5 separate regions of the Sus scrofa genome follow, and regions 1, 2, 3 and 4 are each linked to region 5. Evidence: chromatin contacts called from public HiChIP or PLAC-seq data. All regions are on one chromosome and are shown on one strand. The core of a region is the stretch at or near the end of the contact, and the rest is flanking DNA. Distances in the headings are between cores, read along the strand shown.

Evidence for each region. HiChIP or PLAC-seq counts read pairs in DNA pulled down with a chosen protein or histone mark.
Region 1: a contact with region 5 is called in an H3K27ac HiChIP or PLAC-seq map of skeletal muscle. The contact joins two enhancer-like sites.
Region 2: an H3K27ac HiChIP or PLAC-seq map of alveolar macrophages shows a contact between it and region 5. The contact joins two enhancer-like sites. A contact is called at or near these places in 1 of 47 Hi-C or Micro-C datasets (embryonic fibroblasts) and 1 of 2 datasets of contacts at active chromatin or transcription factors (alveolar macrophages).
Region 3: an H3K27ac HiChIP or PLAC-seq map of alveolar macrophages shows a contact between it and region 5. The contact joins two enhancer-like sites. A contact is called at or near these places in 2 of 47 Hi-C or Micro-C datasets (embryonic fibroblasts and fibroblasts) and 2 of 2 datasets of contacts at active chromatin or transcription factors (alveolar macrophages and skeletal muscle).
Region 4: an H3K27ac HiChIP or PLAC-seq map of alveolar macrophages shows a contact between it and region 5. The contact joins two enhancer-like sites. A contact is called at or near these places in 1 of 47 Hi-C or Micro-C datasets (embryonic fibroblasts) and 1 of 2 datasets of contacts at active chromatin or transcription factors (alveolar macrophages).

The regions. Positions count from the first base shown.
Region 1 is chr13:125,577,459-125,582,829 of Sscrofa11.1, reverse strand. No RefSeq gene overlaps it. Among named protein-coding and RNA genes, the nearest start is that of BCL6, 190 kb to the right of the region's middle. Within about 2 kb of position 2,364, at least 3 of the 83 cell types and tissues checked have an H3K27ac peak or open chromatin away from gene starts, as enhancers often do. A contact at or near this core is called in skeletal muscle, where this site is marked.
Region 2 is chr13:126,292,741-126,298,196 of Sscrofa11.1, reverse strand. All of the region lies in intron 6 of LPP (lipoma-preferred partner), which reads right to left. Among named protein-coding and RNA genes, the nearest start is that of MIR28, 13 kb to the right of the region's middle. Within about 2 kb of position 2,111, at least 1 of the 83 cell types and tissues checked has an H3K27ac peak or open chromatin away from gene starts, as enhancers often do. A contact at or near this core is called in alveolar macrophages, where this site is marked.
Region 3 is chr13:126,345,656-126,351,341 of Sscrofa11.1, reverse strand. All of the region lies in intron 7 of LPP (lipoma-preferred partner), which reads right to left. Among named protein-coding and RNA genes, the nearest start is that of MIR28, 66 kb to the right of the region's middle. Within about 2 kb of position 3,296, at least 4 of the 83 cell types and tissues checked have an H3K27ac peak or open chromatin away from gene starts, as enhancers often do. A contact at or near this core is called in alveolar macrophages, where this site is marked.
Region 4 is chr13:126,252,115-126,257,678 of Sscrofa11.1, reverse strand. The region is part of intron 6 of LPP (lipoma-preferred partner); the gene reads right to left. Among named protein-coding and RNA genes, the nearest start is that of MIR28, 27 kb to the left of the region's middle. Within about 2 kb of position 3,803, at least 1 of the 83 cell types and tissues checked has an H3K27ac peak or open chromatin away from gene starts, as enhancers often do. A contact at or near this core is called in alveolar macrophages, where this site is marked.
Region 5 is chr13:125,906,039-125,911,458 of Sscrofa11.1, reverse strand. All of the region lies in intron 2 of LPP (lipoma-preferred partner), which reads right to left. Among named protein-coding and RNA genes, the nearest start is that of LPP, 130 kb to the right of the region's middle. Within about 2 kb of position 1,873, at least 21 of the 83 cell types and tissues checked have an H3K27ac peak or open chromatin away from gene starts, as enhancers often do. A contact at or near this core is called in alveolar macrophages and skeletal muscle, where this site is marked.

The DNA.
Region 1 (5,371 bases), core at 1,115-3,614, 330 kb after region 5:
AAAAGCTAAGATGTTAGCTTTTGGGTGAAAACCTGCCATGTAGCATGTGACCCCCTTGTCACAGACAAAGTCCCCATTGAGCAGTCTACACCTGGAAATGTCTGATGAAGTCTGCCCCATGGGATCTGGCTACCAAGAATGATCTTGAGAGCAGAGTCCGGTTGTGCCAGCTCTTGGGGAAGCCTTGGCAGACAGACCCTTCTGCCTCGCTGGGCTGGGCTTGCCTCGTCTAGCCAATTAGGGGTGGGACTAAGCCCTCAGCCTCTTATGACCCCACTCGAGCGTTCCTTCCTGAATAGGGAGCATCTCAAGTCTGTTCCTCACAGCCAGTTCCTGCCCATCACAGCTTACCTGTCCTGTGTCCTTTGCCTTCACGATCCTGTCCTCCACTAAGTGATGTTTGTCCTTAGCTACTGTGATGAACATACCTGCTGACGTGCACTTGGGCATTCATGTGCTTTGTCCTGATAAAATGTCACATTTTGCTGGGCCCTTAAAGATATAATTAATGATGGGAATCTTCAGGCCTGGAGAGGTTTGTAGGGGAGATATTGTTATTAATTATAAAAACTGTCAGTATACGATGGACAACACACTTTCTGTTCCTTTATCTCACTTGATTGTCACGTGAAAAGCAGGTTGGAAGGCACTATGGGCCTGTGAGAGGAGACCTGTGTCCTCCAGCTCTGCTACCCACTGTGGGTGTGGGAACTCTTTCTCAGTGTCTTCTTATCAGATGAGAGAAGGCTGATGAGGTGAGTCTAGAGCTCCCTTGGCTTTAACCTTCCTCAAATCTGGTACTGGGAGCATGTTTTGCAGAGAGTACATGAGATTTAGGTAGTTGAGGCCACTTGGAATCCACAGCATTCTCCCCAGTTTGTGGAATGCTGGCCAGTCCTGAGACAGGCAGCCCAGGGGTTGTTATTATTATACTCATTTCACAGACAGGGACGCAGAGACTCAGAGAGATTAAATGAATGGTCTGGAGTCACCCAGAGAAAAATGAAGGAACTGGGATTTAAACCCAGGCTCCAGGATGGCCAACCCTTCTGTGGGGTTAGTGATGTCTCTCGGGAGCTCTTGATCTGGTTTTTCTTGTGCTCCCCTGAGACCAGGGCCAGATTCGTTCTTGGAGAGCTGCAGCTAGGCTCTGGGGTGTCTTTTACTCTGAGAGGGGGCTATGACTCCCCCCTCAAATCCTACCCCCTCAGACTCTGGACTGTGCCTCCCTCAACCAACTTCCTGCCCCTGGCAGGTGCCAGCAAATCTGGGCCGGGCATTTTCTGTCTCACCTGCAACATTCACACTCCTTCCTTCTTGTTTCCCACCTCCAAGAGGTTGACCTTTGTGAAGACCAGTAGGTTCCCCTGCCCTCTGCCTTCTGGTTGGATTCAGCCTGGCACCGATTAGGTGGTGGGAGGGTGGGAGAAGGAGATGTGAGGATGGCTCCTTCCTAGCCCCCTACCTGCCTGCTGTAGCTTGGCAATGGTTGGGTGCATCCAAAGTGTCAGAAGCCACAGTTCCAGCTGGGCAGCCCCCTGCCAGCTCCCCAGCACTGCCTACTTTTCTGCTACATTCTGGTAATCTCTCCTTTTGCCCTTTCATCCCAAGGACCAGTAACAGCTCCAGGTTATTGTTAGCCTCAGGGTGCCTCCCTGTCTCTTGGTTTTCCTTGACCTTGGCTCAACCTTTATGAATTATACTTAAATTAATCTCTCTTTGGTCACCTTATTTTGAGTGTATCCTCTCCTTCCTCTTGGACCATTGATATCTACTGCCTCTTTCTTCCTTATATCTAGTCTTCCATTTCTTAAAAGCATGGATGATCCCGGCTTTTAACATGAAGTTCTGTTGGAGAAGGTTAAACTTCTTGCAGGGTTTAACCAAAAACCAAAACAAAGCTAAAGAAAAAGCAAAAGACTGGGTTTCCCAGGAATATGGGAAAGAGTACTGGGCTTGGACTTGGAAGCAGAAAACCCAAGTTTGCCACTTACTAGCTCTGCCCTGCTAGTCACTTGGCTCTTCCATTAAGTAGAGTAAGAATAGCTCTTTTGTCTTGTCTTTCTCATGAGCCTCTTGGGCAGATGAAATGAGGCCAGGCCAGTGGAAGTACTCTGAATGCTGAAGCATTTTCTGAGCATTAGGTGTTACTGTTGCTTTATCAGACATGGCATGTGGACAAAATCCTCAAAAGGCCATGTCTTGCATTTTCCAGTGCATTCAGATTCCCCTGTTGCCTCTGTGCCTCCTGGATTAGGAGACCTGGCATTTGTGGAATCCAAGATGAATGTCCAGGGGGTACTGGCCAAGCATGGGCCCACACGAACAGAGCTAAAAATACCTTTGACCTCAGTGGGAGCATCTCAGTCCTGAAGGGGATGGGCCTGGAAGGCAGAGTGTGAGGGGGAATGACTCCCATCATTCATCAGCTGGGGTGAGGGGAGGACAGGGACAAGGTGCTATCCTTTTCAAAGCCAGTGGGAACGGTGGCTTGATCTTTCTCTCTGTCTGTTAGTCTGTCTGTCTGTGAAGAAGATTAACCTGAACTTTTTGTACTTTTCCTGTTAGAGTGAAGGCCACACCTTAAAGCTCTTCCTCGTGGCCAAGCCTCTCAGGAATTTTCCCAGCCTGCCTTGTGGAGGTGACAGATACCTCCAGCCAGAAGGAGGTAAGGAGGTGATCCGAGGACTTTGGTGTGGAGTTAACTGCTGAAGCTGACTTCAAGCAGAGAAGGAGACACTAATCCAGGAGACTTGGTTTGATTTATTCAGGGATGGGGAGTGGGGAGACCCACTAGCTCTCAATCCTAAAGAGGAATGGTTTTCAAACAATAATCCTTAGAGCTCTAAATGGTTGCTATTTAAAATGTGGTCCATGGACCACCAGCATTGACAGCAACCAGGAGCTTGATAGAAATACAGACGTCTGATCCCACCACAGACCTCTAGATCTGAATCTGCCTTTTAACCAGATCCACTGTGGATTCACACGTGCATTAAAGTTTGAGAAGCACGGTTATAGGATCCCTGTGAAGTACCTGAGGGATAGGTGCTTTCCAGTTGTATAGATGGGGTCCCTTAAAAGATAACATTTGAAAAAGAAGCTCCATTTGTATTTAAAGAAAGAAGAAAAGGTGGGAATCAATGTGATCTTTCCCATTCTTTGGTAGAAGAGGAAATTCTGCGGCTGGTCTTTTTCCCTCTCTCCTTCTGAGGTCAGCCCCTGCCCAGCCTTTCCATTAGCTCCCCAGATGCCCAGCACAAGCCTGGCGTCGGCTGGATCCATAAATGAGGGGCCATGTTAGGTGACTAGTGGAAATTGGATTATATTTCCCAAGCTGCTTCTCAGCTCTGGGGTCTGGTCTTGACAGGACTGCCTGATGAGGCACTGAGGACTAAAAGGGAGCTTGCCGTGACCTGGGAGTTTAGGGCTTGGTGTGGGGGTTCTTTAAAAGGGAGGGCAGGAGGGTGGGGAGCTGTCTCCTATCCTCCTAGGTAGAATTAAGGAAGGATCTAGAGTTTGTTGTAAGAAGACCAGCCTGGCAGGAGCTGAGAAGAGAGAAGTCTACCTCCAGCTGGGATCTGGGCACAGCCCCATGGCGGCAGATTTTCAGGATTTCCAGAGGAAGTGCTTGGTGGCCCGCAGTCTCAGTTTGCTGCAATTATAAATATCTGTGATTCGCATCCCCTTCACATACTCCCCTGGAGCTGCGCAGCACGTTCTGCCACCGCTCCCCCTGCCCCACCTTCCCTCGGGTCCCTCACGGGCAACATCCATGGCTTCCGTCTCACAGCAGGGGAAGCCGAGGCTCTGCAAAATTATCCAAGGCACCACCTCCAACTGGGCTGACTGGGGGAAGAAACTAGCACATTAGCACAGCCTCAGAGTCTTTCATACACCGGCCCCAGATTTCTGGCTTGAACTTTGGCCTCTTCTTATCCTGCGTTTTCCCCTCAGTCCAGACCACCCACCCCTGCTGGTCTTCCCCAAACATATGGCCCTTGAGTTGTTTGCACATGTTCCTTTTCCTACTCTCATACCTCGACACCCCTAGACACACAGCTGTGCCTCTCTCTGCTGGCATGACACTTCACTGGAGTCTTCTGACAGTGTGCCTCCCCCACCCCCCACCTTCTCCAGCTTTCAAAATCAGGGAATCAAGGCGTGTTTGAGTCCCCTCAGTCCTTAGCACAGTTCGGTCCTCAGAAAAACACTTGTGTAATAATGAATGAATCAGAAGACAAAAACACACAAGCTAGTGGCTGAAGCAGAGACAGACTATTTCATAGACTTTTGTGGGTGAAGGGAGCTTGCCACTCAACAGTCTTGATGCTTTGCAGGAGCCCAAATCGAAAGAGATTTGGAACAGAAGCTGCCACTTCCTAATGAAAAAGTCTTAGAGACACCTTAGATACTAGCTTGTGACTCAAGATACTTGATTTATCTGAGTCCCAGGGTTGGCTGGTTTGTTTTCATCTGAAAAGGGAGATTCTGAGATTCTTTACCACCTAGGCTCATTAGGAAAATGCAATAAGATGAAGTACATGTAAAATGTTTATTGGAGTGTAAGCACCTCCTACACTCCCAGTACTTGCCTGCTATTACCTCCTAGAATTGTCCTTTCTTCTCCTATCCTGGAGCTCAGGAATGCTTGAGGAAGAAGAAGGAAGGGTGATAGTAATCCCCAGTTTGAAAATGAGACATTCTTTCCAGGTCCTGAATGCTCTGGATCTTAGGAGCTGGTTATCCAGGATTCCAAGCGCAATTATTATTATTTTTTTTTAATGGAATCTGATCCAGCCCACAGTAAGCTCTTGGTTCCAATCATATAACTATTCCCCAGTGATTCAAGAGTTAAGTAAGACTAGCCTCAGGGGCAGTGATCTCCGTTCTGGGCTTCAGTTTGAGAAGCAGGGATATGGGGTGGAAAAAGGACTGACTTGGAATCCTCAAGAACTGAGTTTGTCCTCTGACTCACTTTGTGACCACTGACTGTTTATTCCTCTCTTTGGACCTCAGTTTCTCATCCATCCAATGAGGAGACTGGACTAGATGCTTCACAGGGCCAACCCCCTTCGATCTACATGGAAACTAGGAGCCTCCGCAGCCTCTGCTCTCTAGGCAACTCTCTTCCTCCCTCCCTCTCTCCTCCCTCCTTTCCTTTCTTCCTTCTCCCCTCCCTCCCTCCCTCCCTTCCTTTCTTTCCACCACTCCTGTAGCCCATGGAAGGTCCCAGGCTAGGGGTCGAATCGGAACTGCAGCTGCCGACCTACCCCATGGCCACTGCAACTTGGTATCCAAGCCAAGTCTGCAGTCTACACCATAGCTCATTGCAATCCTGGATCCTTAACCCACTGAGTGAGGCCAGGGA
Region 2 (5,456 bases), core at 862-3,361, 390 kb before region 5:
AATTTGGATTGGAGACTGGACAGCAGTGAATAGACTATGGCATGTGCTAGGAGACAGGGACAAAAAGTAGAGCTGCATGCTGGCATCTGAAGAATCATTACCTCATTTAACTCATTGTCAGGTAAAGAAATTGACACCCCAAGGACCAGGGAAACGCTAGTTAGAATAAAATCAGGGCAAGGGCCCATCCTAGATTCATTCATGTACCCTATAAACATTAAATGTTCAGCTTAGGTTCTCCACTAAACTGCAAGTAATGCTTGCCCTAGAGAGTCACTGTGAAAGTTAAGGAAGTTTTTGAATCATTCACATTTCTTTTGCTTATTAGTTTATCTGCACATTCTTACAGTGTCTATTTTGTGTACCCTGGGAGGTGCACAAAGATGTATTCACAGTCGTTGCCTTTGAGAGACTGGATTCTAGCAGGGATGAGAAAGAGAGAAACATAGACAATTACTTATAAAAAGTACACTATATTGGTGGGAGTGTTTATACAAATGAACACTGCAGGGATGATTTGCTAATATTAAGCTTAATACTGTTCATGTGCTATCCACTTTAAGGAAAATTTTACAGAAATACATAACAACATAAAATTATTGTGGCTAGAGGCAGTGAAGGGATACACACTGTGGCCCTGGCATTATGGTTGGAGGTAGAGATTTAACTTAGGTGAACTTGTGAACCTTTCAGAACTTCAGATCCTCTTCTATAGAATGGATTTGACAATGCTACCCCACAGTCTGGAAGAATTAAAATGAGATGACTTGCATTTCATGCTATATAGAGCTTAACTACTTTCAAACCATAGTGAAAATGGGACTCTGGATTCCCTAACCTGCCTCTAAGAGAGGGTACTATTCCAGGTCAACATTGAAGATGAGATGGGAAAATTACCTACACCTTTTTTTTTAAAAGTTTGTGATTAAGACAGAACTTGAGCCAGAAATTCGGTATCACCTGATTCCAAATTACATGCATTTTATTCAAAAAAACCTTGCTTTCCATAGAAAAAGTGCTAAAAAAAAGTATGAAATATTACCTTTAACATTCATGGTGTTGGCTGTTTTAATTTAAATCAACACTAGTAAAGAAAAATCTGATAATTCCTGCTTCCAGTTTTAGGATGAACCTTCAGGGAATAGATATTATTTATCATTCTTTGGCCCTAATATCTGCTTTCTTCCCTTTTAGTATAAATAAAGGCAACCTAGAAAGTCAAGTCCGTTGCCTGTAAATCAAAGCCAGCAATTCACATTCTACCTTTGGCATTCTACTTTCAAGCAGAAATTTCAAAGTACTTACCTGTCAGTATTATACAGATTTTAAGAAAAATATGTATATCACTCCTTTGATTCTACAAATGCTCCTTCCTATTTGCTGGTAGTACTGTCTCTAAAATAACACATTTGGAAAGGCTTGTTTCTTTTAGATTCTAAACTCATATAAAACTGATCTTGGATTGTGAGCATTTTTTAATGAATAAAGACCCCGAGACCCTGAGAGATCATCTCGTCCAGTGTTTCCGGACCTTTTTTGGCTATAGAACTCTCCTCGCCTCCAGCTTCCAGTGGGTAATACTTAACATCTGTGGAAGAGACAGTGGTAAAAACACAAGTGCTTTCTGGTTGTCTTTCACACCCAGGAAGATGTAGCCCAGGACTTTTTTCAGGGTTCAAATTCCGTAAGTAGTAATTTAGTAATTTCCTCAGTTGGATGAAGAGACCCCTTTCAATTTCTCTCTCCCAGGAGTGCTTAGGACTCAACATATCCCAAGAAAAAATAATAACTGCGTCCAATTCATTTTTTAATAAACAACTTCAAAAATTGTGTATAGGCGATAGAACACAAGTTGAAAATTTGTAAGCAGGGGTCAGGGAGGGCTGGCACGGGATGTTATATTATTTTTATTTCTTCAAAAGTGGAATTATGAAGAGTATCATTGGCTTTTTCATCATGGCATAATAATGATTCCTTGTATCTGTGTGAAGCTTTCCAAAGTGCCTGCTTTCACATACATATAATTTTAAATGTCTGTACAACAGCCCTGTGTGAGATGTAATCCTGTTTTATGGATGAGGAAATTGAGGCTCGGAGAAGATTATTGAGCAACCTTGTGGAAAGCACCAGCCTGAGAGACGGCAAAGCCCTGGTCGAGACCTGGTATGCTGAGTTGGGCGTGTTTCTGCTCCACTTCGGTGCTCTCCGGGGTCCTAAGATGTTGTCTCCAAGCCCTTTTAACTCTATTATTCTGTAGTCATTTGGATTTTAAGCTACTGATTGTATTCTCTAATATACAAAGATGTTCTCAGAGTGGAGGCTTACTGCTAAATACTGAAACAAAAAACTATTAAACAAATAGAAATACAGCCTCTAGACTTTTCTAAGAAAGAGACATTCTTATAAGTATCAATTTTATTCAGTAATATGTGTATCCTTTGAACTGCCTGAACCTCCTAAGTCAGTCAAACATTATATGACCTGCAGATGAGTTATTGAGAAATAAGTTTCAGAGAACTCCTTCAAAATTCTCTTAACATACCTTTCCAAAAGGAAATGCCAAGTGCTAAACACCATCATTCTAAAGTCAAATTATTCAGGATTCCTGCCTTTGACAACTCGGTTTAGGAAGAAAAAGACGAGAAAATAGATAACTATGATAAACTGTAAGTACAGAAACACAGGTATTAATTCAGTGTTCTGAGATGGGAGAAGGTTGCCAGAAAGGAGGTGACCACTTGGTTTCATATTAAAGAACAAACTAGATTTCACCAGATGAGAGAAAGGAAGGAAGGAAGGGAGGGAGGGAGGAAGGAAGGAAAAAAGAGAGAGAGAATAAAAAGGTAAAGATATTCCAAGAATAGTATGTATAAAGCAACATATATATTAGCAAAAATGTTAAGAAATAGAAGAGGAACAGAGGTAAGATGAGGCTAGAGAAATGGACTGTGGTCAAAACTGTTTCGGGGAGTTCCCGTCGTGGCGCAGTGGTTAACGAATCCGACTAGGAACCATGAGGTTGCGAGTTCGGTCCCTGCCCTTGCTCAGAGGGTTAACGATCCGGCGTTGCCGTGAGCTGTGGTGTAGGTCACAGACGCGACTCGGATCCCGCGTTGCTGTGGCTCTGGTGTAGGCCAGTGGCTACAGCTCTGAGTCGACCCCTAGCCTGGGAACCTCCATATGCCACGGGAGCGGCCCAAAGAAATAGCAGAAAGACAAAAAAAAAAAAAAAAAAACCAAACTGTTTCGGGCAATAGAGAATCATTGGGAAATTTAAAAATGGTGGACTACTACTAAAGTCATGCTCCTGAAATATGCCTGCTGGCAAACATCTTAAACACTAAAGTCAATGATGTTTTTAAAGATGCAACCAGACATTATAGCATTTCCGAGTAATTTAACTGCTAATATGCTTTAAAAGAACTCTGATATTTACAATGTGAATTTGCTAACTACTCACCATAATTTGTTTCCCCTTCCTCTGAGCACACAGCTAGACTGTATTTTCCATTCTCCTTTGTGATTAGATATGACATAGGAAGGAAGGAGCTGACTTGTGGAGATGAGCCATGCACTGCCTAGGCTGGCCTGCTTCCAGCTGCTCCAAAAGGGAGACTGGATGGGAATAGGCTCAAAAGTTAATGATTGAAAGGGATAGGACAGTGGTTTATATTCTTTGTATTCTTCCACAGTTTCCTTTTTCTACAATAAAGATTTTTTCCCTCAGATTATGAAAAAATCATTCCCCCCCCCCTGGCTTAAAAGTGTCAGGAAACAGAAAATGACCAAGAATCTATAACAGGATTTTCTCTGTCATCATTCTTTTCTTGCTAGGGGCCCAGCTGCTTATAATTCCAGGGAAAGCTTAATATGAATACCAAAGCCAAATTTGGATCTAGGCTCCTGGTAAAGGTTATGGGTGAGACAGTGCAAAAATAAAGACTGTTTCTGCAGACAGAATACACATGGACAGAATCTGCTTGGTGAGCAAGAAAACTCTGCCAGATTAAGAATAACACAAATAACAGTATCCATCACATTTATATAACACTTCATGGTATTTGAAGTGTTTTGCACTTTCTTACACCAGAACCCATTAAGTACAAAAGATTTACTTATCTCTCTAATCTTTGTTCTGCCTTTAACTTGTCCAGCTATTTTGATCAAATCATTTATATTTCCTGGGCCTCAGTATCTTTATGTGTAATACGGTATTTTCAAAGATTCCTTTGATTCTACTCTATCATATTTTTGTACCCATAGAATGCAAGGCACATATCATTAGAGATTTTTATAGTGAAATCACAGATTTCATATTTATGGATACTTTGTAGTTTATAAAAACAGACACACACTGAGTAAGTGGAAACCTCATTATTACAGATATTTCCATTTACAGGAGGATTTAAACCACTTGTCAGCACCCCTTGAGACAATCTAGAACTTCATTCAGCATTCTGAATCTGAGTAAGCAGCTGGCAGGTCACAGGGTTTCTGCAGCCTACTGAACTTTCACTACATGTAGGGCATGAATTCAAGAACGTACAAAGGTTAACCACCCTCTCCTACCACCATCCCTCCTTGGGCACAGAAAGCAGAATCCCGTCCCTCCTAAGAGACAAAGGAAGTGTGGTAAACAGCCTGCACTAAGGTGGAAATGGCAAAGACCCATAGGAGAACACTCACCACCTTGAATCTTTATTACCACCAATTTAACTATTTAAATATATTCACTAAGGAACCATTTTGTAAAATGGCTACTCAAACTGTCATTACATCAGCCTGTGAGTTACTTTGATACTGACCTCAGCATGGGTCATTCTTCTCCCTGAGTCTTTACCTGCTGTTGATTTCCTAGTTATACAGTGCTAGGTATCTTGAACTTAGTGCAAATCTGAACCTTACCAGAAAAGCACCACCCAGGCAGATACAACACCAGGAAAAAGCAGCCAAGATATTCAGAGAGATTACATGATAATGAATACTCTATCACTCTGGGTACCAGAGCTGCTCATTTTTCTTGTCCATTTGCAATGATGTACAAGAGGTTCCTTCTCTCAGAGGGAAAATAACTTCAATTATGTGTTCTTGAAAAAAGAAACATTGAAATTATCTTCTTTCAAAAGGTAGAATTAGCCCCATTTTGGAGCTGAAAGCCTGCCAGAAAAAAAATATATTTCTGATATTTTCGTTCTTTTTCTCCCCCTATTTAACTGTGTCAAGTTTGCAGTTTGCAATTTCCTGCGGCTGCTTCTACTTTCTGACTCACTGAATTATCACACTCTATGCTCAATATCTCGCTGTTTAGTGGAAACAGCACTCCTTCAGGCCAAGAGCAGAAGATCTGCTGGACACTCACCACTGCTTCAGGTTTAAAGCACTGGGTCATACAGAGAAGAGAAGGGCAAGAGGAGAACCACTTATTTACAATGAAACATCCCCCCACAGAACATTCC
Region 3 (5,686 bases), core at 2,047-4,546, 440 kb before region 5:
AGGTTAAGTCACTTGGCCAACATCTTAGAGCTGGGATTGGAATCAGGTCAGACTTCTAAAGCCTATCCTCTTCTTCTTCTTCTTTTTTCTCTTTTTTTCTCTTTTTAGGACCGCACCTGCAGCATATGGAGGTTCCCAGGCTAGGGGTCTAATCGGAGCTGTAGCCACTGGCCAACACCACAGCCACAGCAACGCCAGATCCGAGCTGCATCTGTGACCTACACCACAGCTCACGGCAATGCCAGATCCTTAACCCTCTGAGCAAGGCCAGGGATTGAACCCGCAACCTCATGGTTCCTAGTCAGATTTGTTTCCACTGCACCACAATGGGAACTCTTAAAGCCTATCTTCTTAATCAGCACCAGGTTGTCTATAAATACACTTCATTATTCAATCATAACTGTGATGTTTTCAGCATTGCTGAGGAGTGGAGCCCATTCCCACTCCCAGAGAAAGAAGAGCCAGTGCAACATTACTTCTCTAACCCCCTTGGTCTCAGGAGAGCTCAGTCAAGTGTCAGGATTGGCTATAGGTGGGAAAATAAGTACAGGTAAGGGTCCTTCAGAGAAGAGCTTAAAATGTTGAGCCTCAAACTCTGGCTTCCCACCAGGAAAGCTTTTAAAATAATACTGAAGACCATGTTCCACTAGCAGATTCTGATTTACTTTCTCTCAGGTGGGGCCCTGAAATCCAGATGCTAATGTGCAGTGGGGCTGGGAACCATGTGTTTATGTGTTTATCTGTCCTAGAGTACTCTTAGAAAGCAGTGATGTTTGGGACCAGAAGTCCTGGCCCCAAGGACCAGGAAATTGTACTTTATTTGGCTGACAGAGGGAGTGAGTCGGGCACCATACACCCTGCTCCTAACCTTCACTAAACTAAACTTCTTAGGAAGAACAGCACAAACATAACCAAAAATCAGACAACAGCAACAAAAGCAGAAAAAACAACATTGCTTTGCAGTTTGGGATATAACACATGGTGCTCTTTGAATAAAATTACATATTAGATGATATCAGGCAATCAGACAGAACTGAGAGCCAGTATTACTCATGAGCTATGGAAGCCTGGACAAATTTCCTGAATTTTCTGAGCCTAAAGTCCCTTGTTTTCAAAACAAGTAGTTGAGTCATCTATCCAATTATTTTTTAAACCCCTCAACAAACATACTTACTGAGTCTCTATTTTGCATTGAGTCCTGTGCACAGTGGTAACCTTTTTTTTCCAGTCTCTGTAAAAAATCCATGATGATGACTGCCTTGAAGCCCTGGCCACAAAGGACAATGATAGGAACAGTCATCATTAGGAGCAATGATACAATAGCACTAGAACCAGCAGGTCCTGCTTCTTTCTCCCTCCAACTATAGGAGGTAGAAGACAACGTGAAAATGAAGAGCTTATTTTATTTAGGACCAGACATGTACGCTCCGGACCCTCCTCTAAAGATTGTGGTCAGGGGAGTTCCCATCGGGGCGCAGCGGAAACAAATCCAACTAGGAATCATGAGGTTGTGAGTTCGATCCCTGGCCTCACTCGGTGGGTTAAGGATCTGGCGTTGTTGTGAGCTTCAGTGTAGTTCGCAGACATGGCTTGGATCTGGCGTTGCTGTGGCTGTGGTGTAGGCTGGCAACTGTAGGTAGCTGTGATTAGACCCCTAGCCTGGGAACCTCCATATGCCTCAGGTGCTGCCGTAAAAAGCAAAAAAAAAAAAAAAAAAAAAAGAAAAGATTGTGGTCAGTGTGAGGGAAAGAGGCAGCTGTGTCGTTGAAGCAGTTATGTAAGATTTATTTTCACCAATGGGTACTAATAGAATTCAGTGCTGAAAATTCAATCCTGATCCTGAAACAATTTGTAGACCCCAGAGCAATGATAATCAGGATTTATTCAGCACTTATTATCTGCGAAGCACTGTTTTAAGTATTTAAATATATTACCTCAAGTAATCCTTCCAACAATCTGATGACGTAGGTCCTCTCATTATCTTCATCATAGCTAAAGAAATGGCAGCCTGCAGATTAGGTAACTTGCCCAAGACCACAGAGTTAACTATTGAAGCTGCAATTAGGGGCCAGGCAGTCCAGCCTTAAAGCCCACTTAACCTGTCCTCTAACTTTAGAATTCCAAAATCCTTAAAAAACATCCGGCCTGACAGGAAACTTGCACAAACCTTACAACATCCCTAATAGGAATATTAGTATCTGTTTTGGCTAAAGCAAGATTTCGAGTTAATTTTTACACATAGACATTTTCATAATCTGGCTATTAATTTTTAATCTATTCTTCTATATTTAAAATTTGTTTCATGATGGATCTGTTAACAGGAAAAACAATGTTTACTAGTACTAGTAACTGCTACTGTGGTGATTTTTGACATATGATTAAAATGTGCTCTTTGGTAACTCTCATGGGAACTTCTGTTTCCCTCAGTCTCCACTTAAAGTTGAAAAAACTTTAAATTTGCCCAGTTGCTTTTAGTTTTATTGCTGGGAAATCTCCAAACATATTCTGGTTATTTAAGAGCAACCCTAACACTGGGTTTTCCTGAATTGTATTTCAAATCCACAGTCTTCTCCTTATAATAGTAACAAGTGCACCTTATATTTAACGTTGCCTTATAATAGTAAATGTGTTTTCCCATCTGATACTGCCAAAAGCGCAGAATGAAAATTATAACATTAGTTCTTTTAAATTTCTAATAGATGAAAACTGAGTAATCCTGCAAGTTCACATAAAACTTCGTTTCCATGTTCTCATTTGAATCTTAACAATAACTAAAAGCCACGTAAGACAATTATCCTCTTTTAGAAAATGTGTTAACCTAGGAATAACCTTGTGCATGACTTGAGAGGTAGATAATGGAGAAGTTGGAAATCAAGTTCAGTTCATTTGACCCCATGTCTAGAGATCTTTGAACTGGACCACATTTCCTGTATGCATGGTGCTGGACCCAGAGATGATGATCTTCTTGCTTGATACTATGTCCCAGGGAAGCCAATCAGTCTTCCTGGGTTTTGATTTTTCTACTTGGTGCTGAAATGCCCATAACATATTTTAGGACTTTTAAAAGTCCTAAAATGTAAGAGCATGTGAAAACTTAGAAAACATCCCGTCTAATTTCTTTTAGAGAGGAAAACACAAAGGCTCAGATAGAGGCAGTGCCTTGATTAAGATCCTACAGGAAGCTAACAGCAGAAATGACACCTCAATTAAGGCCTTTAAGCTCTCAGTACAGCACACTTTCAGCTGCACAAAAGCATTCTCCACTTTCTACTTCAAATATTAGTTTCATTCCACTAGTAGGCGCTGTTGCCTGAGCATAAAGAATTTCTCCCTCCACATAAGGTAACGTTTCATTGTAAATGGAAGTATTGTGTGGGAATCTGCAGCCCACATAGATGACTCCTACATGATTCCAGAGCAAGGATAACTCCATTATCCTTCGAACCAGCACAACCACTCTGTTTCTGTCTGAAACACCTGGTATACTTTGGATTTGTACATCTGTATGTTCTAAAAATGGAAAATATGGCAGCAGGATGTAGAGTACTAGGTTTTGCAGAAGAATCTTGGGATCGGTGAAGGCCAGGCTCTGGTTTCTGTTTGACCATAGCTGGTCTGAACTGATTTGTTTTGTAAACTGGAGTTACATTCAATATTCATTTGCAGGTTTGTTAATAATAATAAATAACATATTATTATTCTTTTAAAGAATAAAAAAACACTTGAGTGGAATAAGTAGCAGATTTGTGGTGAGAAAAATTGGATTCTAGTCCTAGTTCTACCAGTGTGTGTGTGTGTGTGTGTGTGTGTGTGTGTGTGTGTGTGTGTGTTAGAGAAAATTTGGGCAAGCAATGAGGTGACTCAAAGTGTTACTGGGGAGCAACTAGGTTACTCAAAGTGTTACATATATTTTATATAAATAAAATTATAAACAACAATAAATGTAAGGAATTCCATAAGATATATCACTGTAAAATAAATTTCTATGAATATTAATACAAATAATGTGCACAACTGAGTAGAAAATATTTATGTATCTGGAGCTTGAATCCAGAGATCACATTCTAAGGAATTCCTATGCAAAAGTCACAAGATGGAATGCGGTACTGGATGTGAGTGGATAGATTTTGAGGATCTAAGCTTCTTGGCAATGCTGGCAGTGCCATTTATCTTCTCAGTAGAGTGGGCAGATGGATGCCATGAATATTTGACACATGATGCTACATCAGGGCTCAGAAGGAGACCCAGGCATGGAGTCTTAGACCTCAGGCCATCTTCGCCCTTGCGTGTCTGTAAAATGCTCATTGCTAAACTGCAGTCAGCATGGATTCCATCTCTGGCACTTGCATAGCAACACAGCTCTCTGAGTGCTGAAGTGACATCGTGGGAACAGTTATTAATAACTGTATGTATGCACACAGTATGTGGAAATATGCAAGTTTGAAAGTGATTAGCGCATTACTTTTAAGTAATATTTCCCACCAGGACTATGCTCCTGGAAAAATTCCTCTCTCAAAAATCTTGCACAATTGTCTGCTATCACTTACCAGAATGTTTGGGATAAAAAAAAAATGGTGTCAATTTTAAGGAAACACACTTCTCAATTTTCTTTGTTAACATCTGAATAAAACATGAGAAGGTTCCTACTTTTTCCCTCTCCCCTTTCATTCAGAGAGTAAGTCTCTCCACAGTCTTGCTTTGTGTGAGAGAGGAAAGTCACCCTTCTTTGCAACCTCCAGAATAGCACGATCACTGGGTTTACAGATAGAAAAGTTTAGATTCCATTCTAATAAACTCTACTATTATCATTTCAGAAGTATAGTGGAATGTTTAATAAATAAAAAAAAAAACAGCAAGGAATTACATTTCTACTTGTAGATACTAATAGTTCTGTGAGATCATGAGAGAGCAGCACAAAAAAGGCACAGAAAGTCCTAAAGGAAGTATTTAGTTGGGATTGAAGGAACCCTTTCTGGACCATATGAGAGTTTAAGAAAAAAATGGAACATTTCCTTAATGTGCCCAGGCTGGGCATATACTCTATCTCCTGCTACAAAATGAATACACTGAATCAAGTAGCAAGTATTTTTTAAGCACCTTTCCAGTCTTTAACTTTTCATTCTAAGATAAATTTTATAATATGAATATACAAATTGAAGTTAGATTAAGTCTGCCTGAAGGTAAGGAGAATAAACTCAATGGTAATTTCTGTACACTTTTCAAGACCCTAAATCTGTTGAAAAACTATAAACATTATGAAGTAAAAGAAACAAGAAAACCAAGGCAATAGGCAGGTTTTATTTATGACAGAGTATTTCTGGGTGATTCCTTTTGTAATGATATGGTTTCCATTTTTAGATTATCGTATTTGGTAAACATTTAATTTTTACAGGATGACTAATACCAAATGCCTAATATCTAGTGAGATAAGTCAAGGGCTCTCCCATCCTAAGACTTATAGGGAGCTCCCAGAAACCAAGTAAATCCACAGAAACTGCACAAAAGCAGATAAGCTCAATAATGTGTTCTTGCATCAGCTCCTGCTATGTGCTTTTATTTGTAGTTCTGTCTTGGGCAAGAGATACCACACAAGGGGAGCGCAAAGTTGAAGGTCTTTAGCAAAAATTTGGACTGTAAACACAGCTTGGCATTATCAGCATTCTGTTAAGTTCAAAGAAGAGATAGT
Region 4 (5,564 bases), core at 2,554-5,053, 340 kb before region 5:
TACATGAAAGGCTCATTCAAGCATATCCCTTTCCCTCTTCCTTGCTGAAAAATCATTGTCCTAAAGAGATCTGTGAGGTTTGCTTTCTTTCCCAAATCAGAAAACATTGTATTTAGAATTAAGCATCTTACACCTAAGTTTATGTATTGAGAGAGTGCCTGAAGCAGGATCCCACCATGATTTAGTTTCCTATTCTTTCTCCTAATCCAGGCTGCCTTGAGGAACCATTAAGTTGAAAGGCATGGGTCAATTTATTTGACCACACACAAGGCTGTGAATCATTCTGACTTATCAAGTTCCACACTTGCAAGGATGAGTTAATAATATAATGCTTCAGAGAGTCACTGGATCAAACAAGATCAAGTCATAAGTGAGTAAACTGTGAAATAAGAATGTGTTTTCAGGTCCCTTGGGTACAAATAGGGATATGTGACTTTGCTTTGCAAGTTATAAAATCCTAGAGAAATATTAAGTTACTGACATTACGATTCTTGATTTGTAAGCTTTTTTGGGCACAGCACTTATTCATCTATTCATGAATGAATTGGCCAGGGCTTGGTAAACAGTGTCTCTCAAAGTTGGCATTCTGAGGTTAAATGACTGCATAAATGAGTAAGAATGATAAAAATCTTAGAGGGATAAATGTAAATGACTGTATTTCTGGTAAAACATTAATTGTAGAATTATAGGATTGGTCAGAGCATTCTAAAAAAGGCAGAGGTTAAGATAAAATTACGCACCAAATGCCAGATTCATAGGTCCCCACTACTTCTTCAAAAAAACTGATACATGTTACAAAGAAAAAGACAAGCTGGTTTCAAGACATGTATTTTTAAAATTCTATTTAGGAACAAAATAATATGTTAGCTATATTTAGAGAAATTACAATTTTCTAATAAAACAGTAACTACTCAAACATGAATTGTAGGAACTATGATGAACTAAAGTGATTTACCAGAACCTTTCTTTCCTTTGTCCTAAAACCCAACCCTTTAGATTGGAAGTTTTACATTTTCTAGAACTTGACAACATTCGGCACAGAAAAGGAGCATGTACTGTTTGTAACAATATTCAACACATTCAATTCCATTAATAGATGGTTCGATAGGTCAAACAGGGCATGTGGTAACAAGATCTGAATTCGAGAGGAAGCAGAGGAAAGAAAAACAGCACAAGATCCTTAATCACAACCAGTCTTAGAGCACCATAAATCCAGACATTCTCCAAAGAACCAGGAGTGAGAGGATAGATTCTTCCAGAGGGTGCTTAATGCACCAGGAGTGGTTTTTGGTTGTCACAATGGGTGTGTGTGTGGCAAGGTGTTACCAGCATTTAGTGGGTAGAGACCAAGAATGTTAATGGGCTGCCATGCACAAAAACATTGCCAACAAATGAGGAACTCTCTTGCCCTAAATGTGAATAGCATCAGTTGAAAAACATCAAACTACCCCCTAATTTACTCCCCAGTTTTCGGTAATTTTCATCCCTGGTAATATTTCCGTAGCTATTCTGATGGTTAATTCGATGTGTCAACTTGACTGGGCTAAGGGATGCCCAGATCGCTGGTAAAATATTATTTCTGGGTCTGTCTATGAAGGTGTCTCTGGAAAAGATTAGCATTTGAATCACTGGACAAGTAAAGAAGAGCTGCCCTCACCAGTGCAGGTGGTTCATCCAATCCCCTGAGGGCCTGACTCCAACCTCCGAATGGAGGAAGGGAGACTTGCTCTCTGAACATCTCCTCCCCTCTGGTACCAATGCTCCTAGTTCTCAGGCCTTTGGACTCAAACCATCAGTGCATCCCCACCCCCACCCAAGCCCCTCCACACTGATTCTTAAACCTGTGGATCCTGACTGAATTACTAGTTCTCTAGCTTTTAACAGAATTTCCTAGTTCTCTAGCTTTCAGACAGCAGACACTGGGATTTCTCAGCTTCCATAATTGCTTGAGCCAATTCCTATAATAAATTCATATATACTATTGGTTCTGTTCCTCTGGAAAACACTAATAAAACTTTCACCTGAAGAATCAGTCTTTGATCAAAAAGATCACTCAGACAAAACAAAATAGAAGATACTGACAATCTCAAAATTATTTAAATTTTTTATTTTTTCATATAACTAGAGGACCGAGCAGGGGTCAATGGGTCTCTGTCTCTCTCTCTCTCTTCAATCTCTCTTTCTCTCTCTCTCTCTCTCTCACACACACACACACACATCTTGTCTCTTTCCCTCTCTCTCTCTCTCTCTTTCATGGTAAGGGTAAATAAAAATTTTAAAACTGTTTTGATCAGGCCACAGAGCATATGAAAGTGTTAGAATACACAGGTCTTGAACTTCACAGTTTTAATAAAAGCAGACATCCTGATGGTCAAAGAAATAGGTCAACTTGAAACACATTGTGTGATTTTCTTTCATTTATTCAAGCAAGGTTATGGAACACCTTCTAGGTTTTATGCACTTAGCAGCATACCCACGTGAGTCAATAAAAAGCTTATTTTCACAGAGCCTTCCATTTAAGAAGGATGCTAAGACACACAGACAAATAATGTTAATATGAAGTGGGAGATTAAAACTTCCATTAGAGCTGTATGATCAAGGGCAATAGGAATTCAGAGAGGGACCTTCACTTTTAGCTCAAGGATCTGAAAAGGCTCACAGGTCAGGTAGCACATGAAAACAAAAATGTTCCTGCTTACCCACCCTGCCACTTCAAATATGGCATGTGGTGGCTATTGCAATAGAATGAGTGTGCAAAAAAGGTAACATTTAATGGTATAAATTCTAGAGCCAATTTCATTATAGTACCTTACAAAATCATGTGCCCCAATTACACTCTTCCAAAAATCATCCTAAAGACACAAAATGAAAATATTTTGCTTTTTCCCATTGACGATAGCTTTTCATGTTGCATGAGGAAACACAGACATAGTATTGTGTTCTGAAAATGTGGGTACTATTTCTCATGTGTACACATACAGCATGTAATATCCATGCTACTTGCTACAGTTTTAGGGGACAACATGCTTCATACTTAATATGGCAAAGTAGGGTGGGGAAGAGAAGAGAAAGATTATCTGAAAGAATTTATCTTTAATTTATTAGGTGCAAAGGGATTTAGATGGCAGAAAAATAGAGCCTCCCATGGAAACATTTCATTTATCTAACATCTTGAAATCTTCACTGTGAATTATGTTTAATGTGACTCTTCCCCACCCCTTTTTGTAGTTTGTATACTGCAATTAAAGGAAATATGAAGCCTAACATCCAGAGACACTACAGCCTTTTAATCATCCAGATCTGAGATGCTTGCACATGAAATAAGAACGGGAAATCCATACACAGGGCCCTGATCAGATAGAGATGCTTTCTACCCCCTGTCCTTTGTGCTGGGTCTTTTCTTTCTCTCTTGCTTCTCCTTTCCCTACAGTTTTTCAGGGGACTTAAACTGTCTTCTGTTCCATTTGATGACACCTTGTCAATTAGATGCATTCCGTTCAGTTCAGAAGTTCATTAAATTCAGATAACATACCATTCTTGCAAGCTGACTGATGTTTATTAATGAAACATGCGAAAGGGGTAATTCAGCAGGGAATCTGAGCCTTTCTTTGCATCCCTCAGACACCCAGAATAATGCAGTGTGTCTGGAATTCATCAGGGACTTTGTGATATTATTTACATATTTAAAGAATCCTTGAAAGACACATGCCTTTGAGAAATTCAGGAAACTGTGCATTGTGCAAAGATATATGTGATATAGGTAGTACGCTGATTCATACAGCCCTAAATAGCTTTGACTTTTGTGTCTGCATTGTGGGTGATGGAGAAGGAAAGTGGGCATGGGAGAGTCAAGAGGAAGCTCTTTATGTAAGTAAGCTTCCGTTTTTTGGTTTTGTTTTGTTTTGTTTTTTGCTTTTTAGGGCCACACCCATGGCATATGGAGGTTCTCAGGCTAGGGGTCCGATCAGAGATACAGCTAGCAGTCTACTCCACAACCACAGCAACGCAGGATCCAAGCCGTGTCTGTGACCTACACCGCAGCTCATGGTAACGCTGGATCCTTAACCCACTGAGCGAGGCCAGGGATTGAACATGCAACCTTATGGTTCCTAGTTGGATTCATTTCTGCTGCGCCACGACAGGAACTCCAGCTTTCAGTTTTTAATAAGGTGTTTGAGATTATTAACAGCTTCAATAACATTAACCTTTATTTATTTATTTATTTTTCCTTTTCTAGGGCTGCTTCCCACGGAGGTTCCCAGGCTAGGGGTCTAATTGGAGCTGTAGACCCTGACCTACGCCAGAGCCACAGCTGCTGGGGATCCAAGCCTCGTCTGCAACCTACACCACAGCTTACGGCAACGCTGGATCCTTAACCCACTGAGCAAGGCCAGGGATCAAACCCACAACCTCATGGTTCCTAGTCGGATTTGTTAACCACTGCACCACTATGGGAACTCCATATTAACCTTAAAATTGAAATAATAAGTGCAGTTTTCAAAGCTATTTTCCTCTATTTGTTATCTCATTAGCTGGGTTTTTTTTATTATTATTATTATTATTATTATTATTATTATTATTATTATGCTTTTCTTAAGAATAAAAATGAACCTGAATGAAAGAAATATTAATTTCTCTATCAGTCCCCAGTTACATAACCTTACCAGCAGGAAGGATATTAAGTTAAATGGAACTGAAAGAACTAGAATTCAGGGAAGTGCGTATACCCGCCAGCCACCTGCTCCCTCAAATCTTTATAACCTTTTGTGGGCAACTGAGCCTATTAAGACAAAGATGGTGAGCAGAAGCCCAACTATGCCATATCATCTTACAATAAGTAAAGTTAGTCAATTCACTTCAAGAAACATTGCTTAAATGCCTACCACTACTGGGCACCCTTATCTTCTTTGAGATAAATCTCTTCCTCTGGAGGAGCCCAAGGTTTAGGAAAAAAATAAAAAAGTAGTATGTCTGAAGAACTGAGAGCAATTATTTAAATACTGTTACTGTTTCATATAAGCAGAGGACTCAGCCAATGATTCTTCCCTTCTCTCTTTCTGATGAGAACAACAGCAGACATTGAAATGTCATCATGTGCTACAAGTTTATTCAAACTTGTCAATAGTCAAGAATTTTACTTCAGAGAGATTAAGCACTCACTGAGCCTCAGAATATTCTTATTGCCACTCAGGCTCCTTTCTATCATGTGAATCAAAGAGAAAAGGAATACAGAGAACTCCGAGAAAAAATCAGCTACTTTCAAGTTAAATCCACCTCAAGATATGCTATAGATGAGGGAGGGTACAGTGGAGCAAAAACATATCTTTGTCAAGAGGATGAGAAGACAAGCGACCAATGGAGAGAAAAGATTTGCAAAATATTTATCTGATAAAAAACTGTTGTGCAAAATATCCAAAGAACTCATAAAATTCACAATAAGAAAATTACTGACCTGATTAAAAAAATCGGAAGAAGCTCAAAAGACACCTCACTAAAAAAGATATGTAGATGGAAAATGAACACATGAAAAGATGCTAAACATCTTATGTTACTAGGGCATTGTA
Region 5 (5,420 bases), core at 624-3,123:
ACAGAGAGAGATAGATTATAAATACAAGAAATGGAGGACACTTGATATAAACAGAAAATTCATATGGCAGAATTGCTTCAACCAGGACTTCAAAGGAAAAACAGCTGTAAGAGTACCCCCAACTGCCCCATCTACAAAAAACCATTCCAACTCTGTCTCCAATGCTCCAAAGGGAGCCCTCACAGGACTAGTCTGAGATTTAAGCAACAAAAGGGATACAAAAAGTGTTTTGGAAACACCTGTACTAACATAAATGGGCGTTTACTACCCACTTATTCCAATGCTGAGGAGAGTGACTTTTCGTCTGAGCCACTGTACCTCACAAGCGGAATCCATTCCCATCCCAGCCTGCTCTGGGCACAAGAAGAACGGATGTAGACAATTTCCCAGAGAGGCAATGCCTTTTAATTTCTCTATTATTTCCAAAACAAAAAAAGCAAAAATCTTCCCCCCCTTTTGTTTTTCCAAATAAAAATAAATTATAACCCTAACTTGCTAATAAATGCAGGCTGGAGCTGTCCTTAAGTAAAAGCTTTTGATAACAAATTGCCTGCACTAACTGCTATTTTACTGCTGAATTTTTTATTGTTGCTTAAGCACAGCAATTATGCTAATAAGCCTGGGAGGATGGTACATTGAGTATTGAATCTGACAGATAAAATACTCAATAAAATGCTAATCTCACCTGAAAATTGGAATCAGACAGCCTTATTAGTATTTATGGATATGGCATCTTAAACTTTTTTTTTTTCAGATGAATATATACAAAATCAATGTTTGTCTCCTAATACAGCCTGCCATTTCTAGGCCTCTGTGTGCTCTAAATTCAAGGTGACGATGCCTCATCGCCTCAGCTTCACTACTTGACAAAGAAACGAGAGCTTGTTGGTCATCTCTGCCACAGAACCAGGCAGTAAAATGTTTTTCATCCTCCATACACCTCCCTCCCTCTCCGCCACCCCTCCTAATCCCCCGAAAAAAGGGAAGGTAAGAACTGTCTTTCTGAGCAGAAAGAGAAGCCAGATTTGACAGCAACAAGAACCATTTGTCAAACCATCTGGCTTCTCTCTTCACCTGACAGGAGGGAAGAGTGATGTGTCAGAATGAACAGGGAACTGAGGATCCCAAGAGCTGGCTTCTCATCTCTGTTTTTGCCATTTCCTCCATGCGAGGCCTTGTTGGGACTCAGTTTCCCACATATAGACCTTGTGAGCCAAAAGATTACGTCTCTGTAAGAAGTGTCTCCACAGGAGCCAGAGCCCCAGTGTCTGTGAAGAATGGAATATTGTAAAACAAGATAGACATGTCAGGAAAACCTGAGATCTTGAACTTGTGCTTTGATTTACATTTACATGGTCCCTTCTTACTTTGTACCCCCAAGACATATTTGACATAGTGCAGGCTTAAATTCAGAGACCTCAGACACCAAATACAAAAATAAAAAACACTGGATTGTTAACCAACCATCCTCAGGACTTTACCTGGTTTTCTTTTTTGGTATCAATACATTAATTCTGGCAGGGAGCAAAGAAGAGAAATCAGCTGCCTGTCTTAAGAAGCAGAAACTAATGTTACCTGAATATTGAAATATTATTTATTAAAAATCCCTTCTGTCCTTTGATTTCCACATGAACCCCATAAAGCAGGAAAGGAGAAAAATCTTTTCTCCAGAAGCTTCCATATGTAGCTAAGGTGACTGAGGATCAGAGAGGACTTCCTCATCCAGCCAGAGTATGCGGGTCCTGGGGTCAGGACGAGCAGTGTTGCCTTCGGATTAATCCCAGCCTGCTGCCAAGCACACACAGGTCCTCTGGCTCATGGGCCTGGTGACTCACCCCAAACCGAAATACCCAAGTTACTAGTCACTGCTGGACACCAGGGGCAGTGAACAGGAACCTCAACAGCCGCAGCAGCCACTCCACAGACTTCTCCCACCACCTTCAAGGCTTCAAAGAGCTGACACCCTGTCCAGAAGTTTCTATTTCCCCCCAGGGAAAGTCATAGGCATGGACAAAACAGGCTTGCACAGAAGGGAGGAATCTGACATGTTGTGACAAAACTGGGCACAGATCCAGGACGCCAATTCACTCTGGAGCCTTGGAGAGTCACCTTCCTTTAAAGCTCCCGTTTCTTACTCTGTACAGCTTCATTTTTTGAAGGCCAAAGATAGCCCCTGGCTATTAGCAGAAGGGAGAAAAGAAAGAAAATGGGCTCCAAAAATACCAAGGTTCAATACAACTTACAGTGGGTTTTCACATCTCTTTCTTCAGCAAATCCTCACAATACAAACAGCAGCTGAGCTGATTATTTTCCCCACTTTGCTGATGAAGAAATAAAGGCCCAGAAGTTCAGAAATCCACCCAAGTAACACAAGAGCTAGGAGATTCTCAGCCCATAGCTGGGGTTAAAGGGGAAATGCTAGACGAGTGATCAGGCCAAGGCAGGGTAGAGCCAAGCAGGCAGTAATCACAATATTTCAAGACATGCCACCTCCAAAAGAAGAAAATGCGGGTCTAACCTTACTAGTAGAGACCTGCACCAGCCATGAGAGCTGACCAACTCACCACCTCCCCCTCTGCTGCATACACACAGAAACAAAATCCAAGTCCAGACACTTTACTGTACCAGGACCAACACTGCAATTCGCAAAGCATCGTCACAACAAATTCATCAAGTAGGAATCATCATCCTCCAATTTACAGAGGAAAAAGCCAGGCACTAAGATGTGTATTCACTCACCCAATCTCATTTGCCTCTGAGAGCAGGGCCAACTCTCAGATCCAGGCCCCCTGTTCTTTCACTTCATTATGCCACCTCTGAACTGCCAGGGCCACCATTTTTCTAGTAAACAACCATAGCAGAAAGTCAGCTCTGAACTGAGACATCTCCCAGCAGAGTAACGATTCGAGTCATACTTCGAGGAATAATTTCTGGGAAAGCAGAGGAGGTGATGCTATCAAACAGTGAAACTTAAAACTCCTACTCACTACCTGCCTGGGAGGGAGCAGGAAATGGGGCCCAGGCCCTTTCCCTACACACTCCTCCTGCCCATTTCTGTCACTCATAGTCATTACCAAACTTAGCACTTTAAGCAAATGAAAGATGTTTCCTAGCTGCATGGCCTTGGGTAAGTCCCCAACCTCTTTGGTCCTATTACTAATACATACTCATGCACACACACATATAAAAACATCTAGGACCATTCCTTCTTCTCCCTAGTAGGATGGTGACAACAGAAAGCTCCTGTCCTTATTCTGGAAGCCCCACAACTACACCCTCATTGTTCTGTGGTGTCTCTGCACCCAGTACTCTGATCTGAACCCTCCACCTCTTCCTTGGGCCTCCTAATCCCCATCTTCCTTCTGCTAAGCCCCACCCTTCCATCCTCACCTGCTACTCTCCTGTGTTAGGCCTGGTCACTTCCACCCTGGACAAGCACTTCCTCATCTCTCCATCACCATCTCAACCTTCTCCTGGCACCCAAAGTCCATCTTTCTTGCCAGCTCTTCAACAGCTCTTCACATGAAAGTTCTTAAAACAACCTCCACCAGACTGGCTGCACTTTTCCATACATACTCTGGTTTGTATCCTCCTAAAATCAGCCTCTCCATAACTAAATCAACTTTATAGGTCAGGTTTCCAGAGAAGAATGTTTTCTGCCCAGGAGACAGGAAAGCACCTTGACTCTGAGGGAAATTTCCATCAGCACCTGTGTGGCACATCACCCCAGAGAGTCCATCTCATCACTCCACAGAAGCTGGGGCAGTGGGGAGGGTCAACCCAGGGCCAGAAGCTGAGAAACACCACTGTGCTAGGTCTTTAACAAAGGTTCTCTAATCTTTCCAACTTAGTAGGCAAGATATATTTAATCCCAAATAAAATCCATTTAGGCTGGGACTCAGAGAGGTTTAGTAACCTAGTCACACTGAAGTTATAGAAATCATCCAATTTCAAATGGTACTAGAGCCCAGGCTCATAAGTGAGTCTCTACAACTTCATTGAGATGCTCTGTTGTTGAACAGTGTCCGGTGCTCTGCCAGATGCTTAACCTAAGTAATCCCAGTTTACTTACATAAGAATCTTTCCTAGTAATTAGGAGTTCCCATCGTGGCTCAATAGTTAACACATCTGACTAGGAACCAGGAGGTTGTAGGTTCAATCCCTGGCAGCGCTCAGCAGGTTAACGATCTGGCATTGCCATGAGCTGTGGCGTAGGTTGCAGACACAGCTCGGATCTGGCGTTGCTGTGGCTGTGGCACAGGCCGGCAGCTATAGCTCCGATTAGACCCCTAGCCTGGGAACCTCCATATGCCATGGGTGCAGCCCTAGAAAAGACCAAAAAAAAAAGAACCTTTCCTGGTAATTATTAGTGTCTTATTTTATAGATCAAGAAACTAAGGCCACATGATACACAATATGTCTCTGGCACATTTAGGACTGGAACCAGGAGTCCTGGCCTTGCTCTTTTTCTCTTTCCTCTTCATCACACATCTTCTTTCCACCTAAGGTTTCTGTCTATGGCATGTTAAACACAAAGAGTTTTTTCCTATGCATGAGTCACTGGAAGCAACATTCAGCAGTACATGCAGAATCTGCACTGCCAATCAAGAAAAGGTGTTTCACAAGCAGCAACTGAGTTCAGATCCCAATAATGATGATATGGAAGATGGGTTTCTAGAGAACAGCATGTGAGTGCAGCCTGAACCTGAAGTGTTCCTAAGGGTCAGGGTCACAAAGCAAGGCTGGAATTTCACTCAGTTTCATAAACAGACACCTTGGCTTGTCCACCTTCCTTGGACAGGAGGTTCATAACCAAAGTCAGAAATTCAGAGGTCATCATGTAAACCACTTCCTCCTCTTCAAAGGCAAATCCTGATAGAAGGAAGGTTGATCCTCTGAGAACTTGAGAGCTAGGAAAGGAGATGGCACATCCTGCCCTAATCTCACTGAGAATGTCACCAGCATCTTAAGAAGACATCCCCTTTCCCTCTGCCTCAAGAAAAACGGGATTAAGAAGAAGCCAGGGCAAAGCTGATAGCTGCTCTTAAAAGCTATATTCTCCTAACCCAGTCCCAAGAGCTCCTCTAGTTCCTTGGGTTAACTGCAGATAACCTTCCAACCCTTCAGGCCTCCTAAGTAATTCAATTTCACACACATTTATAGAGTTCCTAAAAATGCCAGCCACTGAGCTAGGATCCAAAGGCTCAGAAAACATGCCTTCTGCAGATCAGAGCTCAGAACACTCATTAAAATATGAGGTAGTCTGTAAAAGTGTCTCTGAAAATTCAAACCATGAGATGGGGGATGCAGGAGGGAAAAGACTGATTCTAAATAGGACTTTTCAGAGAAGGTGGAACTGGAGCTAGGGATGGATGGATGTCGCTTGGCATCCATAGCTGGCCATGCAGGATGGTCCTCCA